Linked DNA regions of Sus scrofa: all the other regions are linked to region 3. A link is a contact called in public Hi-C data. All regions are on one chromosome and are shown on one strand. Each heading gives the region's core, a stretch centred on a gene start, on an enhancer-like site or on the middle of the called end of the contact. The rest is flanking DNA. Distances are from core to core; before and after follow the strand shown. Region 1 holds the start of CEP63 (centrosomal protein of 63 kDa). Region 2 has its middle 20 kb from the start of ANAPC13. Region 3 holds the start of AMOTL2 (angiomotin-like protein 2).

Region 1 (2,700 bases), core at 54-2,553, 98 kb before region 3:
CAAAATAAAACACATACACTTTATTATATAATTAAGCTACAGTTGTGATCAGTATAAATATAAATATTCGAAGGTAGCATGTAGTTAATAATCCTTGATTTCCTCTTCATGTCTAGAAAATTAAATGCACGCATGTGGGAAACTATTACCACAGGGCACTAACCCTACAATACTGCTTTATTAAAAGAAGAAAAAATTCTTAAAGACTGGTTTAAGGAACTGTCTGTAAGGCTCAAGGAAAACTACTTTGTGCAAAGAAATGTACTGTAATTGCAAAGGAAGAGTAGTCGCTGACAGCGGACTCATCTTTACTGTTTCAAGAAGCATAAGAAAAACCTCATTATAAGCCTAGATTTACCGCCTTAAAGTATCTTGATGATTAAAGTGTTCTAAGGACCTATACCTTTTATTTCCTCAATTTATCATTTATTTCCCATCCCTGATTTGTATGGATCCCTAAGTCCAGGGTTCCCCAATTGAGTCCTTCATGTTTTCTGCCACATTTCTGTACCTCCAATACGTTTTTAACCAACTCACTTTTTAAAACTTGCTAAACTTCCCACCCGTGAATGAACCGCTATCACCTGCCATCAATGACCTAAGTCGCAACAATGCTAAGAAGCTAACCAGATGAGGCAGCCCAGGCGAGAGGGCCTTGCCGAGGATCCCTCCCCTGAAGTGGAAGAGTGGCCCGCGGCTAACTCCGCTCCGGGAAGACGAGCAGCTCGCCCACCCCGCCGCCCTCCCGCCGGCCCGGTCTCTAGGTAAGAGCTGACCACCTGGCTGGCCGGGACCGCACGCCGAGGGAGGCCATATCCGGCTTCGCGGGTCAGCCGGGCGTCAGCGAAAAGGCCGGGGGGCGGGGCGCCGGGGCGGAGCCGGGCCGGCGGGGGCGGGCCTGGAGGCCAGCGGGCGGCTGAGGAAGCAGGCCCCAGGCCATTCGGCCGCTCGGCCCGCGGCCCCACCGCAGCCAGGGCTACCTCCAGGCCCAGAGACGGCCGCCCCTCGCCCGTCCGACGTTCGCAATGCGGTTAAGGGCTGCCGCGAGCGCTCCCCGAGCCTTCCCGCCGTTACCTACGGCTGGGGGTGCGCACGCGCGGCACCGCCAACCTGACGTCCAGCCACAGCAGTCAGCACGTTCGTTTTGCCCACTGCTCCTTCACTTTTAATTAAAACAATGTCCTCCCTAACTCCCCCTGTGCTCCGGCAAATGGGCTCACCCACATCCGGGGATCGGAAAGTGAAGGACGTCTGGGTCACGTGATGCTGAGGGCGCGGTCGGCGGGGGTGTGTGACACGCTGGGTTTGGGGCTGGTAAAAGGGTTTGCGCGCACGTAATGTAGGGTCTGGAGATACGGGAGCGCGTTCGGACTCCTGCCGTTTCTCTTGGCTTAGGTCGTTGTTTTCACATCATCCTCTCCCTCCTAACCACTTCTCTTACCACACGTTGGGCGGGGAGGAGGGGAACTTGCTTGGCTGTCCGGACCCCCCCCCCTCGCTTCCGCATTTGGTATATCCCGCCTCGGGCCGGAAGCCGTGGCTGTGGGGCGGCCTCCCAGGCCTGTATGGACGGTGGTGGCCCGAGAGGGTCATTTCTAGCGAGGGAAAAGGCGTCCCAGTTTTGCTCATGTAACTGCATGTTTCACAGAGCTCTAAAGCAGAGATGAATAAAACTGCCCTCCCCCCGGGAAACGCAGGCGTCTCGTGTCTGGAAAGACCGTGTGACAGGCAATATACCAAGATCCTGATGGGGATCATTCTCTGTGCCCAGAGAACTATGGGACCCGCGGAGGGGCGGGGACTGCGCTCTTCTGGCTCTTAGAGAACGACTCCTGCAGAAGACGACCTGGGAGCTAAATTTTTTGGACAGTTTGGGGTTAGCTGGGGAAAAAAGGAAGAAGACAGAGCATTCCAGGCATTGGGACAGTCGTATGTGTAAGAAAACTTTGTTCAGGAAAGTGGTAATGCTTCATTCTGTTGAGTGAGGCAAGTGTTTGAGACGTAGTCATTTCCTGGTCATTGCCCCTCTTTGCCCGTCTTGTGCTTTCCTTTTTTCCAGCCCCTGAAGAGAGAAGGCACCTTAGCGCCTAACTCTGGAAATGGCATGTTGGTTCTGATGAGCTGACGCCAGCTTTGAGTTTGGAAGGAAAAATGGGTGTGTTAGTGATGGGGTAAAGAACTTTGAGTGCAAAGGCTGGAAAGGATAACAGAGTTAGAGGTGTTCGGAAGAGGGACAGGTGAAAAAAGATTGAGGCCAAATTGAGGAAAGATGTGCTGAGTCACTGACAAAAAATTTTACTACACACAGCAATTGGAAGCAGTAATACCTGAGCAGTTGGTCACAAAGTCGACCTGACTTGGTTAGTAGATCATAAGGACAAAAGGTAGATCAAGGGCAGGATGTGGGCTGAAGCTGGAGTGATCTGAGAAACCCTTACAGAAAGGTGGGATCTGTGTGTGACTGGGAAAATCAGCTGGAAGGGACTGTGATCTTGTAAATAACCTGACCCGGATGAGATGAGTCTTTCCCAAAGTGATATCATGCCAAAAGACACATCCAGGCTAAAAAGCTTGGAGAACCCCTAGTGCTAGATTACATCATCTCCTCATGCTTAAGAAATAACCTCTTTGGCTTTCAGATCTGGCAAGAGCAAAGCTGCAGGAAAATGGACAGTGAGGTACAGAGAGATGGAAGGATCT
Region 2 (2,700 bases), core at 156-2,655, 78 kb before region 3:
AAGTTTTTAAGGAAAAAGGAAGCCCTGACCCACATTAAGATAGGGTTTCAGTAAAACTAACTTGAGACCAAGAGGGAAAGTGTGAGCCTCTCAGCAGCTTGAGTGCCCAGGCTCTGCTGGCTCTGTATGGGCTGCATTGAAATAGCATCTACCCCAGAAAGCTGGGCTCAAGAAACAGAGCCAGAAACTATCATACTAAGTGAAGTTAGTCAGACAGTGAAAGACAAACAGCACATGGTATCCCCTATATGTGGCATCTTAAAAAAAAAAAAAAAGATAGATACAAATGAATCTATTTGCAGAACAGAAACAGACTCACAGACTTTGAAAAACATATAGTTACCAAAGGGTACAGGTGGAGGGTAGGGATGGACTGGGGCTGGGGATTGGCATATGCGCACTGCGGTATATGGGATGACTGGCCAAAGGGGACCTGCTCTATAGCATAGAGAACTGTACCCATATTCTGTGATAATCTATGTGGGAAAAGAATCTCAGAGAGAATGGATATGTATATATGTATAACTGGGTCACTTGGTTGTACAGCAGACATTTTCACAACATTGTGAATTAACTATACTTAAATAAAATGAACAAACAAGAAACAGAGCCAGTTTTACACTAAAGATGAAATTTCACTCCCAGAAAAATAGCAAATCTGCCTGAGACTCCACAGCCATGTTGAAGCATACATAGAAACTTAAAAAATTGGGAGTTCCCGTTGTGGCTCAGTGATAAGGAACCCAACTAGTATCCATGAGGATGTGGGTTCAATCCCTGGCCTTGCTCAGTGGGTTGAGTATCCGGGCTGTTGCTGTGGCTGTGGTATAGGCCAGCAGAGCTCCAATTTGACCCCTGGCCTGGGAACTTCCTTATGCCGCACATGAGGCCCTAAAAAGAAAAGAAAGAAAGAAAGAAAGAAAGGAAGAAAGAAAGAAAGAAAGAAAGAAAGAAACTGTAAAAATTGTTTCAGTATGTAATCCAGAAACACTTGCTATTTATCCCGAAGTCACTGGTTTTTCCCTAAAGCTCTGCCTTAACAACTTTTTATCCTGAAACCCCTGTTTCCCATATTGAGTCATTGAAAATGGGTGGAAAGTGTCTTTCATTTTCTCGTCAAATGTTTTTAATAACATAATTTATGCCAGGCCCTGAATAAAGTGCTGCTATCAGATCAAATTATTGCCTCTTAGGCTTAATACTCTTTCTGCGTTTTTAGTATTAAAATGCAGAGTCTGCTGTGACTCTCTGAGCCTCCCATAAAGTGTTAAGAGTTTTCCACCTTCAAACGCTCTAAGTACTATGCAAGCCTAAAGAGGCCACTGCCTGTCTTAATAAGAATCTTCTGTTTATGATTCATGGATTAAACCCCCATAAATGGCTTCATGTACATGCCCAAAATATGTGGATCCACAAGAGGTCTGAGAGCATTCACGTAAGTATGTGTCTGCTCGTGAGAAAGTGTGTGTGGGAGGGAGGGCAGGGGTAGAAACTGTTTTAATTTTTAAAACCTAGAGGGACAAGGAAAACTATTTAGATACATCACTAGAGAAGTGAGTGTATAGGACATAAAGATGGGAGAAGCCAATGCATTTCCAAATTATCATTCCTTTGGCCTTTGAAAAGTTTACTCCTTGGTGAGAAACCACAGGCTGGTGTTTGTTTCCTCAGTGATAATTACACTATTGTTGTTCTTTAATCTCAGTGATTTTTAAAAGGGGGTTGAAATAGAATTAAAAAATAATTTCTTATCCTTTATAAAGAACCGTTTAGAGTTCCCTGGCAGCTCAGTGGGTTAAGAATTTGCCATGGGGTCATTGCTGTGGCACAGTTTCACTCCCTAGTCCAGGAACTTCCACATGCCATGGGAGTGGCCAAAAATAAATAAATAAAATCCTTTTATCTTTTTATTAAAACCTTATTTTAAAAATCTTTATCGGAGTTCCCGTTGTGGCTCAGCAGTAACGAACCTGATTAATATCCATGAGGACTTGGGTTCAATCCCTGGCATTGATCAGTGGGTTAAAGATCTGGAGTTGCCATGAGCTGTGGTGTAGGCCAGCAGTTGTGGCTCCAATTCGATGCCTGGCCTGGGAACTTCCATACTCTGTGGGTATGGCCCTAAAAAACAAAAAAGAAAAATCTTTATCACTCAGCATTTCATTATCTCAGTGATAATTACACTGCTGTTGGCATGGTGGCCTCCACACCATTACAGCACAGAGTGTCAGCCTGACTGTTTCTAAAAGGTCTCAGACAAGATCATCTCAGCCCAGGGTGTTCTATTATTTGACATGAGAAAGTGTTCTCCAGGCAAGCTGACCCTTTCTGATCAACTCCAGGTAATATCCATTGGATGAACAGAAGCCTAAGTACTGGACATGCTCTGAGCGAGGAACACATGCAAACCCTTTCCTGACCCCTCCCTGGCCCCTCGCCATGGCTTGCTTCTAGCTTTCATGGGAAGAAGCAACCAGAAACCTTGGAGCTATGACTTAGATGTTCTATGTTGTGTGAAATTGAAGATTGAACATATGAAGCTGGATTTTTTTCACCAACAACTCTGATGAAAGCTATTAACCAGAACATACTGAACTCCAGTTTTCATTTTGCTCTCAGATATAATCCCAACAAACAAACCTGTATCAAGGTAATATCCTATATCCAACAAGGGAACCTGCAATAGCTGTATCATTTAGG
Region 3 (2,700 bases), core at 191-2,690:
GAGGCGGAAGGCGGCTGGTGGCACACCGTGCACTCTTCCTAAAGAGGCGCCCCTTATGACTTTCCTCGGGAAGAGCTGGACACATCACCCGGCCGTGGTGATTCAGCTGGTTAGGTGGGTCAAACCAACCGGAAGATTTTTCAACCCAGATTCACACTTCCTGTGGAGACAGATCCGAAAAGAGCTGGCGAAGGTGTTTGTAAACAGTAAGAGTGCAATTCAAAGGTTGCCGCTGGCGGCGAAAGCAATGGGGGTTTAGAGAGGAGGCTCAGTGCTGGGAGCGGGATTCAGCTCTTCGCCGGGAGCACAGTTCAAGTCAGGGAGAGATGAACATTTTTGCAGTCCTCGCTCCGTGTGCAACACACACACACACACCCCAAGCCCCCCAACCTCAACTCCATCCCGCAGCAACGCCCAGAGTCCCTCAGGGACACTCGATGCAGTCTAGCCAAAGGGGTTGGAAAAGGCAGGGACAGGATTGTGAGGGGCCGATTTGGGGACAGTAAGGGCTCGAGTTGGATTCATTCGTCCCCAGCCGATCTGAAGAGCCGGGGGCGCGGGGCGGGGAGGTGGGCAGCGCGTGCTGCAGGCCCAGGGCAGCGGGGTAGCAGCGCCGCCTCCCCGGAGGAAGGCGGGAGCGAGGAGGAGGGAGCAGGAGGAGGCGGAGGGCCGAGGAGGGCGGCGCGCTGCGAGGTTATTTGTGGTTCGCTTTGATCCCGAGGGGGAACCTGAAACTCTCACATTCCTGGCATAGCAGCCGCCTCCGGCGCGGGCCGACCCTGGGGCTGGGCGCTGGGGCCCGAGCGGTCAGAGCGTCGACGCCACCGCCGAGAGCACACCTCCGCCGCCGCGCTGAGCGGAACCGGGCTAGGCCAGGTCGTCCGGTCGGACCGCACCGAGCGCCCGTGGGCCGCAGCGGTAAGGAAGGCCGCTTGGTGTTTGGCGGAGCGCACGGGGCAGCAGAGGCGCTCCCCAGCCGTAGCTCGAGCTCGGGTGCAGCCCGACCTTTTCCGGGAGCGGGAGCGGGAGCTGGAGCCAGGCGGACCCAGCGTCTTCCAGGCGCAGCAAGCCCTTCCCAGCCGCCGGGAAGCCGGACAGCGGCCGGGCGCCTGGGGTCTCCCGAAAATGTGCGGGTCGACTGGGGCTAGAGGACGGGACAGCCTTGCGGGGAGCGGAGTGGGTGTTTGGGGTCGCGGGTTGGGGAGAGGGGTGCGGATCCGGGCAGGAGGCGCCGTTTGGAGCATAAGTCGCAGGGCCCTGGGGGCTGACTTGGTTTAGGTGGGGGTTACAGGTGTCTCTGCCCCCCAACTAGCCCAAGAATTCCTCTTTGTCTTCCTTGGAAAATCCTCTCTGGAGCCACGGTCTGGCTCTCACTTAGAAAGAATGCAGCCTGCCGTCCAGCCCGGTGACGTCAGCGCTGGAGCATTTGGAAAACAAAGAGGGCTCGGAAGGGAGGGAGGGAGGCGGGCCCGCGACGCTTAAAGACCTCTCCGGACCGCGGGCTACTCTTGTCCACCCGCTGCAGGGACAGCGGCGGCCACCGGGTTCTTGTGGTCACCCAGGAGTCCGGGTAGGGCGGGATCTCTGGCTGGGGTGCGATCTGACTTAGCGATCCTCGCTTTAGCTGCTTAGGAGAGCGTGAGTTCAGGCAAAGGCCGGAGTTGCCTGCTTCCTTAGAAGAGGGGGTTTCAGAGAGCGGGGCGCGCTAGCGCAGCAAGGGTGCACGATCCGGGTCTGGGGCGCAGATTTTAATTACGGCTCAGCGGAAAGAATGTTCATCTGAAAGGGTTGACCAGGACCCTGCGGGATGAGAGGCGTGGGGAGGTTTTCCCTACTTCCAGGCACATAGTAGGGGGTGAGGGGGGCTGGAGTCTGTCTGGAAAGCTGTGTTCCCCGGTCCTCCTCAGCTGAAGTCAGCCCAGATAGCGATTAAATTAGGAAGTGCCCCCGTGAATGAAACGCTAGGGCGAAATGATTCCTGTTTGTTTTGCCTCTGGTAGCTCTAGAGTCTTGGATCTCCCCTCATTGTGTGTGTGTGTGTGTGTGTGTGTGTGTGTGTGTGTGTGTGTGTGTGTGTGTGTGTGTTGGGGGGGTGGAAGGGGTGCCAGGAAGGATGGGCACAGAGATGCCCTCTAGATTCATCTCCCGCTCCTGGTTCTGGGCAGCTGAGAGGGGAGGAGTGCATTGGGAATGGCTGCTTCCACCAAGCCCCAACTGAAGCAGAGCATTAGGGCTAGTTTAGTGGCAGAGAAGGGACAGCATTCTTCCTACTGACCTCCTCCCTTACTCATAGGACCTGTGGAGGTGTGGGTTTTGTTTAATCTTCCCTGAGTCTCAGTTTGGAGGTTTGTGTTGGAGGAGGCTGTGGAAAGGAAGCCAGGTGAGGCGGGCAGCCTTCCAGGCCATGAGCCATTGGGAGCTCAGGCTCAGAAGGGAACACCAACCTTAGGAGATATTATCTCCCTGCAGTTTAGGCTCAGAGGCCTCAGGTTCCTGCAGCCAAGAACCTCCCCCTTGGTCCCTTGCTCCTCCAGTTGGCTCAAGTGGGTGTGACTGATGTCAAGATGCTGAGTGCCCATCCCCTGTGCACCTAGAGGACCGTCAGGGCACTTCCAGGGAGCAAGTGTGTGTGTGAGTGAGTGAGTGTGTGTGTGTGTGTGTGTGTGTGTGCGCGCGCGCGCGCGCATGGCAGGGGATGGT

What was found. A called contact is a pair of places that touch in the nucleus more often than the background predicts.
Region 1: a Hi-C map of liver shows a contact between it and region 3, with 3 times the contacts expected there. The contact joins the promoter of CEP63 here to the promoter of AMOTL2 in region 3. A contact is called at or near these places in 3 of 5 promoter capture datasets (fetal skeletal muscle, liver and skeletal muscle), 20 of 47 Hi-C or Micro-C datasets (adipose tissue, brain, embryonic fibroblasts and 12 more) and 1 of 2 datasets of contacts at active chromatin or transcription factors (skeletal muscle).
Region 2: a Hi-C map of embryonic fibroblasts shows a contact between it and region 3, with 3 times the contacts expected there. The contact joins the enhancer-like site here to the promoter of AMOTL2 in region 3. A contact is called at or near these places in 21 of 47 Hi-C or Micro-C datasets (alveolar macrophages, brain, embryonic fibroblasts and 14 more) and 1 of 2 datasets of contacts at active chromatin or transcription factors (skeletal muscle).

Annotation. Positions count from the first base shown.
Region 1 is chr13:75,604,227-75,606,926 of Sscrofa11.1, reverse strand. It overlaps CEP63 (centrosomal protein of 63 kDa), which reads right to left and starts at 1,303. Exons shown (of 13, transcript XM_021069477.1): 1 at 1,221-1,303. It overlaps ANAPC13 (anaphase promoting complex subunit 13), which reads left to right and starts at 1,912. Exons shown (of 3, transcript NM_001178070.1): 1 at 1,912-1,935; 2 at 2,640-2,700. The coding sequence starts at 2,667.
Region 2 is chr13:75,583,611-75,586,310 of Sscrofa11.1, reverse strand. No RefSeq gene overlaps it. Among named protein-coding and RNA genes, the nearest start is that of ANAPC13, 20 kb to the left of the region's middle. Within about 2 kb of position 1,405, at least 6 of the 83 cell types and tissues checked have an H3K27ac peak or open chromatin away from gene starts, as enhancers often do. A contact at or near this core is called in embryonic fibroblasts, omental adipose tissue and retroperitoneal adipose tissue, where this site is marked.
Region 3 is chr13:75,506,100-75,508,799 of Sscrofa11.1, reverse strand. It overlaps AMOTL2 (angiomotin-like protein 2), which reads left to right and starts at 1,440. Exons shown (of 12, transcript XM_021069473.1): 1 at 1,440-1,570.